Linked DNA regions of Triticum aestivum: region 1 is linked to region 2. Evidence: chromatin contacts called from public Hi-C data. All regions are on one chromosome and are shown on one strand. The core of a region is the stretch at or near the end of the contact, and the rest is flanking DNA. Distances in the headings are between cores, read along the strand shown. Region 1 holds the start of LOC123062662 (cytochrome P450 94C1). Region 2 holds the start of LOC123062654.

Region 1 (4,555 bases), core at 1,260-3,759, 180 kb after region 2:
CCGGAGAGCGCGGAGGGGATGCCGGGGGGAGGAGCGTCCCCGGTGGCGGAGCCGGGCCGTTGTGGTGGAGCATGGAGCGACGAAGCTTCAGCCCCATCTGCTCCTTGTACTCCACGTCGGTGGCGGCGTACACCTGGCCCGTCACCATCGGCGCGAACTGCTGCAGCGGCGGCGGCGGCTGGTCCTCCTCGTCGCCAGAGGAGATGACGATCTCCGCCTTTGTTAAGGAGCCGCCCGTTGATGAGGACGACATCCCCGAAGTTTGAGGGCGGCATCGTCACGATCCGCCAGAGCCCGCCCCTGAACCGCTGCCTGTCGGCGCCGACGTCCAGGACTTGCCCATTGCCGGAGATGTGGAGGGAGATGGGCGGGGAGACGGGAGGAGGAAGATAGATTGTGATGTGGACGACGACGAAGCGTGGCTTATATTACCGCGGCCAGGCCAGGTGAAGGGTTAGTCAGCCGCTTCAATGCGGCACAACTTCCGGAGTTGGTTCCTCAGGAACCTGCGTCCGCATTGAAGTGGTGGCTCCCGAGAGGTCTCGTCGGTCAGCGCCGCCCTCTCTCCCTCCAGTCACATTTGTGGCATCAATGACGACCGCTGCGTGCTTTAGGCCGGCATGAATGTGACGCGATAAGCGACGTGTGCATCGGAAGAAAAGCGCAGGAGGAACGGGTGGGTTTTTTATGGGCCAGGGTGGCCAGAAGCGAATGTGTGAGCGGTCCGGACTCCCGCAAAGCCCTTTGACGTTTGTCTCCGATTTGCGAGAGAAAATGCATCCAGACCACATCGCGGACCAATACAGACCCGTGTTGGATGACTTCCGTGATCCGGACAGCGCGGTCGGTCGTGGTGGCATACGGAAGTTTTGAGGGTCGGCGGTGGAGATGCCCTTGGAGCATCTCCGGCCATTCGCCCCCCCCCCCCCAAGGGCTTTTTTAGGCGTAAAATACCGACTCTTGGGGGCTTACCGTTGATATTTTCTGCATGGGAGGCTCCGGTTCCCAGCCGTCCCCCAAGTTCGCCCCCCAGCCGCCGAGTTCCAACTCAAATTAGGCACAAATTCGGCACACTTCAGCACAAATTCAACAAAAACTATTTTTTATCACTTAGTTTATCAGATAAATCAATACAAAATCAAATAGGAACATGAGGTGCTCTTCATCGTCGGTGTCGGCCTTGGCTTCCTTCTCCATCAGAGCCGCAAGCGCCTTGTCGTCGTCGGAGTCCATCGCCGAACAGACAAATCGCCAAACACCTCGCGGGCGTGATGGGCGGGCAGCCGCCAGTATCCTTGCCTGTGTGGTCGGAGTCCTCGAAACCTCGCCCAGGAGCAGGATGGAGGCTGTCGCGGCGAAACCCCTCTCTTTTCGGCGGGGGAATGGCCTTTCTAGCGGCGGAGCAACGGCTGTGGGCAGATGGGTGGCGCTGGTATCGGCATGGCGGCAAAGGGGAAGTGGCGTTCTGCCGCACTTGGGTCGAATCTTGGGGGAAGGGGGAAAGTGTTTCTCACTAGACAATGGTGGCCCACGCGCCACTTTTCTTTTCACCGAAGTCCCCAAATGCCTCCCAGTGCACTAGTTCCGTGTGAAATCATCGGGCCAAAAATGAGTCAAATCGACGGAATTCAACATTCTGAAGGTGTGACTGGGGAATTTTTTTTTGCACCCACGAAAATAAAGACGTGTTGAGGGGCGGTGCGGCTGGAGATGCTCCTACGATGCAACTTGCGCCTCCTTCTGCCCCGGCGCAGGTAGCACGATAGTGTCCTTGTACCCGGGGGCATCGGAGCTCGGGGCGCATACCGCCATTGATGAGTTTACTGCGCCGCTGTCGCCGCGATCGAGGCCGCGCGCGGGTGAGAAAGATCGGTCGGCCCCGGCGAAGGCAGACGGGCAGAGATGTACCCCGGGCGGTCCGGCGCTGCTCTCTCTGTTGCTGCTGCGCCTGGCTAAGCTAGTGGGCACTGGAAGCACGTGCAAAACGCCACGGCGCAGTAAGTATCCCTGGATCGGCGACTAGTCCAATAGTAGTGGTGGTACAATCGCACTGTCTGGATCGTGGGAGGGAGGCACTGCACTGCAGTGCAATCAATAACTGGCTCTGGCTGGCCCAAGTTGGCAAGCCGCGGGCTTTCCTGTTATGTACGACCGGGTATTGACGTCGCGGTCGACCGACCGGGCCGGGGTAAAAACACCAAGTGCCACCCCGGGAGGTGGGTGACGGTGCGTGGCCCGATCGGACGACGGGCATGGCGCGGCGGACAACATGCAGCACTGTTCCTATAGCGCATGTGGCTCTCCACCTCTAGGGTCTAGACCACCAGCTGCTACAGCCCGATCGACCGAGGTGAGCTCGAGCTCGAGCGTGCCCAGACCTACTGAGAGTGAGAGAGCGGTCAAAGTCACGAGGGGAAGCTACACGGGCGAGAGTCCATGCCCAGAACCGTCCTTCTACACACGAGCGAGGAGAGGGCCGGGCGGCAGTATAAAACGGCCTCGTCCGGGGCGGGCGCAACGGCACCTCACCTCACCGCCCGCAGAAGGAAGCCCCCCCGCGCGCACACACACGCACGTACGATAGATAAAAAGCAGGTAGCGCCGCCGTCACGTCGTGCTCGTCATGGGCGTCGAGGCCGCGCTGCATGGGGCGGCGGCGGCGGAGGCGGCGCTGCATGGGGCGCTCAAGCTGCAGCCGCACGTGGCCGGCGCCTTCTTCGCGCTCGCGGTGTGCACCGTGGCGCTCGCCGCCCTGCTGGCCGTGGCGCGCACGCGCCCGCCGTGGTGGTGCGACTGCGCGGTCTGCGAGGCCTACCTCACCGCCTCCTGGGCCGGCGAGTTCGACAACCTCTGCGACTGGTACGCGCACCTGCTGCGCCGCTCGCCGTCGCAGACCGTGCACGTCCACGTGCTCCGCAACGTGCTCACCGCCAACCCCGTCACCGTCGAGCACATGCTGCGCGCGCGCTTCGATAACTACCCCAAGGGCAAGCCCTTCTCCGCCATCCTCGCCGACCTGCTCGGCCGCGGGATCTTCAACGTCGACGGAGACGCGTGGCTGTTCCAGCGGAAGCTCGCCGCGGCTGAGCTTGCGTCCCCCGCGCTCAGGGCTTTCGCCTCGGGCGTCGTGGCTTCCGAGCTGCGGGGCCGTCTCGTTCCCCTGCTTGACTCTGCCTGCTCCCACGACGACGACGACGACGACGGTGGCAAGGTGCTGGACCTGCAGGACGTGTTCCGTCGCTTCGCCTTCGACTGCATATGCAAGATCTCCTTCGGCCTCGACCCGGGCTGCCTCGAGCTGTCCATGCCGGTGTCGGCGTTCGTGGATGCGTTCGACACGGCGTCGATGCTCTCTGCGAGGCGCGCGACCGCGCCGTTGCAGATCATATGGCGGCTGAAGCGGTTCTTCAACGTCGGGGACGAGAGGAAGCTCCGGGAATCCGTGCGCCTCGTCGACGGGTTCGCCGCGGAGGTCACCCGGCAGCGACACAAGCTCGGCGGCGCCGCGTCCGGCAGCGACCTCCTGTCGCGGTTCATGGGCTCCATCAGCGACGAGAAGTACCTCCGGGACATCGTCGTCAGCTTCATGCTCGCCGGCCGCGACACCGTCGCCTCAGCGCTGACCGCCTTCTTCCTGCTCCTCTCCGATCACCCGGAGGTCGCCGCCGCCATCCGGGACGAGGTGTCACGCGTCGCGGGCGGCGACGACGGCGACCGGCCGAGCTTCAGCAAGCTCAAGGACATGCACTACGTGCACGCGGCGCTGTACGAGAGCATGCGGCTGTTCCCGCCGGTGCAGTTCGACTCCAAGTTCGCGGCGGGCGACGACACGCTCCCGGACGGCACGGCGGTGGCCAAGGGCACGCGGGTCACCTACCACGCCTACGCCATGGGCCGGATGGAGTCGGTGTGGGGCCCCGACTGCTCCGAGTTCCGGCCCGAGCGGTGGCTCCGCGACGGGCAGTTCGTCCCGGTGAGCCCGTACCGGTACCCGGTGTTCCAGGCCGGCGTGCGCGTCTGCGTCGGCAAGGACCTCGCGCTCATGGAGATGAAGGCCGTCATCGTCGCCGTCGTCCGGGGCTTCGACATCCAGGCGATCGAGCGCAGCTCGCGCCGGCCCAAGTTCGCGCCGGGGCTGACGGCCACGTTCGCCGGCGGCCTGCCGGTCAGGGTCCGCCGGCGAGCGCGCCCACCAACCTGATACGGAATAAACAACTGTTGGCGATCGCGCTCTTGTTCGCTTATTCTCGCTCGTTTCGTCCTTTGCAACAGGGATAAAATCGCGCGCTAGATTGTATGCCGCTGGCAGCCCGTGGGCGCTGGTGCCGTGAGTGCGCTGGCGTTTGGCAGCACCGAGCAGCAGCGGATCGATGATGCCGGACGATTGATTAGTCGGTATGTACGTACGCAGCTCTCCACTTGGGATTGAGAGTCGAGATCGATAGATCTACAGATAGATTCCTCGAATCGACAGCAAATTATTGAGATCGGATCAGGCTTCAGTTACGCGCGACTCTTGTGTGGTACGGATAACGGAAAGACTATATGAACCGTT
Region 2 (4,287 bases), core at 867-3,366:
ATTTCTGCAAGGAGGCTGGTTCGAACTCAGGACCTCCAGGCCACAAGTGGAGGGACTCTGCCACTGCGCCAGGTCCGCCCTTATACTAACAAATCCCCCAAAAGCAGCAAAACCTTGCATGGGTTGGCGACATTTGATGACCCAACTCACTCTGCAGGATTACTCCTGGACCAAGAGAATATTGTTTTCATTCTCAAATAGTTGTTCTTTTATTGTGTATGCAGTCCAGAATTTAAAACTTGACCACTGATTACACCAAAGAACAAAATGGTATTCATATATTGGTCAATGAAAGTACTTCCATAGCACTAATCATTTTAAATTATTTTACTGGTATATAATTCGAAAGGGTACTTATCAAAGGTGTATTTGAGATCATGTTACGTGTGAAACAGCAAGAAAATTATTATACTTTCGTAGAAAATTCTTCACCAACAAGATGAGAATAGGGACTGGCCTGCTTAACAGTCCATGTGCTGCAACCTTTGAATTGTGAGCAGACAAACAAAAATATTACATAAACAGGGCTATGGAAAAATCTTGGGTCATAACTTCAATACTCCAAATAACCAGAACTGAGGAACTTAAATCGTAATGTATCTCTCCTCAACAAACTTAGGGAGAATCATATAACAAAATAAGAAGATTCTAATAAGTTGAAACAGTCTAGCTTCTAGAAATAATACCTGTATGTATTATTATCCCTCCCATCTTCCAAGTGTGCGACCTGCATTGATTTGCACTGATGTGATCCAAGAAATCAGCAGAAAGCTTCCCTCCAATGTTATAACAGGAACTTTAGACTCAGAAATTAGCACCGTAGTTTTACTAACCTGAGGAACAGATGCAGACGAGAATTGTGGTAAGGTAATCTCATGTGTGTCATCTCTGGATGAAGTTGATCCAGTGCCGTAAGTAAAACTTACACCTTTTGGCTCATAATTAAAATGCTTCCATTCTCTGGGAAGATAACAATTGATTAAATGTCAAGCAGAATGGGTTCTGAGTAATCCAAAAAAACACTAAAATACGAAAACAGGGAAGGACAGAGTAAGCTAGTAAAAACGAAACAAGAAGACATCTTGTGCTCTCCAATTAGGTATACTGCCAATGCAACAACTGCAACTTTTCACAATGTGCTAAACTTATGGAGAAACAGAGCAATCTCCAATGAGCATGTGCTACTACTTAGCAGAAAAGGCTCAAATTAATTCCATACCAAGTCAATAAAAGTGGCCTTGTCAATAAATCTGTTTTTTTTAAATCCAAAATGAAAGCTACTACAACTGTAGATCAAGAAAAAGCCGAAAACTCCCAGTGTCCAGGCGTCCAGCCATTGACTTTAAAAGATCTTGTCATAATCAATCAGTTAACAATAAACTTGAACTTACTAAATTTTCACAACAGGTCTCATGGTACCATTCTTATCAGACAAAAACGAGCTGATAACAACACAATCACATGCGGTGACTGTATCAGACGAATTCTAGTTAACACTAACAGCAAGGAATAAATGCTACCATAGCAAGAACATGACGACTAGAATTTATCGTTTGTAATGGTGCCATAAACTCCAAATTCACAAACCATAACAAAATTCTCCCGCACAAACGACATATCAATCATTCAATCAACAAAACTAAAGAGGTTCCACGTTCCAGGCTCCACCGTACGTGCACAACCACATCTCCGTCACGCGCCACGTGTAAAAAGTTCAACCGATGAAGCAGCCATTAATTGCTGACGCCGCTGTACGGCTTGCAAGCCCACAACTGAAAGTTGCCAGATTCTATCGCGGTGATTGTGGAGCAAGGAGAGCGCGTCTTCACCTGAGGAACGTTATCGAGGAGGCGAGCCGCTCCGCCTCGGCGTTGGGGAAGCCCGGCTCGGGCTTGCCGGCGGCGAGCTCTGAGATGGCGCGTACCGCTCTGGAGAAGTCCTCTGCAGATTGCTCGAAGCAGCAGACCTCGACGCCCGCGTTGCCCTTGTGCTCCCCTTCCGGCGGGGACGGCGCGCCCGTCGTCTCCGGCGGCGCGGCCATCGCCGGCGGGGGGAGCAGGGACCAAAAGCAAGGGGTGTTCTAGGGCTTAGAGCCGCGGGAAGAGAGGGCATGTCTGGCGGAAGATGGGCCCAATTATACACCTTGGGCGCACCAGCGTGGGCTGGGTTTCCTAGTATGTGTTTTCAGGCCCTCGAAAGGCTCCGAGTCCGGCCCTGCTACGTACTGCGGGCGTGTCCTTTTTTTTCATCAAAAGTCAAGTACAATTCCTAAAAAAAAAAAACAAGTACAAACGGACTACAACGGTTAGGAAGGCGAGAGGATAACGGCTCCCTGTAGATGGAATAAGATTCTCCCCACCTAGTCCCCCTGTCTCGGTGATGCTTCTAGCATCGTCAGAGAGCAAATCTCGTAAGATTTGATCGGTGATTGTCTTTGGTGGATCGTACAGATCCAATCTTTGTTCGACACGTCCCTGTGTCTTCAAGTTGGATCCTTCCGATCTACGTGTCTCTTTATCACGGTGGTTGTTGTTCTAGTGCGTTGTTCATATGGACCCTTAGAGCATCTACAGTCGGACTTGACAAATCCGGATCTTCAAACGCCTGCGAACGCAACCGGACGCGTCCACGGACAGTGACCAGTCACGCCTCAACTTAGCTACTCTGCATTCGAGTATCCCATATATTCAACCCCTGGATCCATACAAAGCATGCAAAAGAAATCCTACGTACTAGCCTAGCTAATCTTCGTCGTCGGAGATGTCCACGAAGTCGGTGTCATGCGTCGGGTGGGCGGGCGCATAGGAGGGCTCCGGCTCCTCCTCCTCATGCTCGCCCTCATCCATGTAGGTGAACATCTCCTCCTCCTCCGCGGCATGCCGCACCTCCATCTCCTGCCGACGACGGCGTCTCGCCTCCGCATCCGACTCTGAGCGAAGGGAATTGAGGATGGCATGTTGCTCCGCGCTGCAGATCCGTGTCCCCGGTGTCCCCCACATCCTCTTTTCGGCTCCTGTTCCTCAACCTCCCCCTCAACCTCCTCCAACTCCTCCTCCGGATCCACTGCATTCAGAGGTAGTCCCGCGGCGATCCGGGCTCCGTGCCTTGCCCCGATCTGCTCAAGGAGCTACAGTCGGCGCTCCAGCGTCAGAAATGGGTGGCCCTTATCCTGCAGCGTGGGAGCATGACTACTAGTGATGGTGGATGGAGAGTGAAAAGTAGCGGCGACGGTGGACGGGCGGAGGAAAATGTAGAGGGGGTAGGATTTCAGTGTCGGTGGTCGGCTTAAATAGCCGGGCTAGGCACTACATGGCCCGCTAGAGCGGTGCCATGCAGCAACATTGGTCTGACGGAGGAGACGAGCTTCAGACCGTTGGGTTTCTATGCGATTCCAAGCGTTTGAGTCCCTTTTGAGGCGCCCGGCTGGATGCAATTTCGTGACCAGTCAGTGACCGAACGACCTATCCGGTCAGTTGAGGCGGGTTTAGGATGCCCGGGTGTAGATGCTCTTAGCATGAAAACTTTCTGACTGTTAATTACAACAAATTTTGCCCGGCTCGGATGAGAAAGGGGAATGATGACGGCGCGTCTTTGACTCGCTTCACTTGTGCCCTTCACTAGGTGATCTATGAACCTGCATGTAATTTTGTTATTTCTGATGTTCGTTGTACTGTCATTATTGAAGTTTAATAGATTGAAAGTTTCCCGAAAGAAATAAATAAATTCCACACAGTATGCACTCGGTATTTTTTTCTTCCAAAAGACAGTGAGCAAATATAATTGAACACGTCACTTAGCAAGCCAATGTATGACGAGATTGCTTACATTTGCTAATTTTTCCCGTGGCAACAAACCGGCACGCCACTGGTTCCTGGACGGCCGAAGTACACTAGACGCTCAGCATGAGAAAAGAGTCAGCGTCTCGCACTCTTGGACGTCCGGAGATGCCCGATGATTTCACACCACTTGGCACGTGCGTAATCATTTTCACGAGGGTAATCTGGTGGAGATCTCAACCTGACGATGGCGGCAGTGGTCTGACTATCTCGTCAGCAACCGAAAAATCACCACGCACCAGCATGAGCTTCCTCTGCGGTTCCTCCCTCACGCATATGCCTCGCCAGAAAACGGCGAATCCGTGGTTCGCGCGTCACGTAGCCCGGGTCAAGTCGACCCCCGAATTAGGTTCCGCGTCGACGTGATTCCACGTCTGCCGAAAACCCCGCCACTCTCTCCCTCTCTCTCGTAGTACACGCACGCATCTGGGAGGTACTGTAGGACGCGACG

The links. A called contact is a pair of places that touch in the nucleus more often than the background predicts.
Region 1: a contact with region 2 is called in a Hi-C map of leaf, with 4 times the contacts expected there. The contact joins the promoter of LOC123062662 here to the promoter of LOC123062654 in region 2. A contact is called at or near these places in 3 of 5 Hi-C or Micro-C datasets (leaf and an unstated tissue).

The regions. Positions count from the first base shown.
Region 1 is chr3A:621,815,979-621,820,533 of IWGSC CS RefSeq v2.1, forward strand. It overlaps LOC123062662 (cytochrome P450 94C1), which reads left to right and starts at 2,510. Exons shown (of 1, transcript XM_044486277.1): 1 at 2,510-4,555. The coding sequence starts at 2,624. The coding sequence ends at 4,201.
Region 2 is chr3A:621,631,990-621,636,276 of IWGSC CS RefSeq v2.1, forward strand. It overlaps LOC123062654, which reads right to left and starts at 2,117. Exons shown (of 15, transcript XM_044486266.1): 1 at 1,830-2,117; 2 at 834-960; 3 at 687-727. The coding sequence starts at 2,041.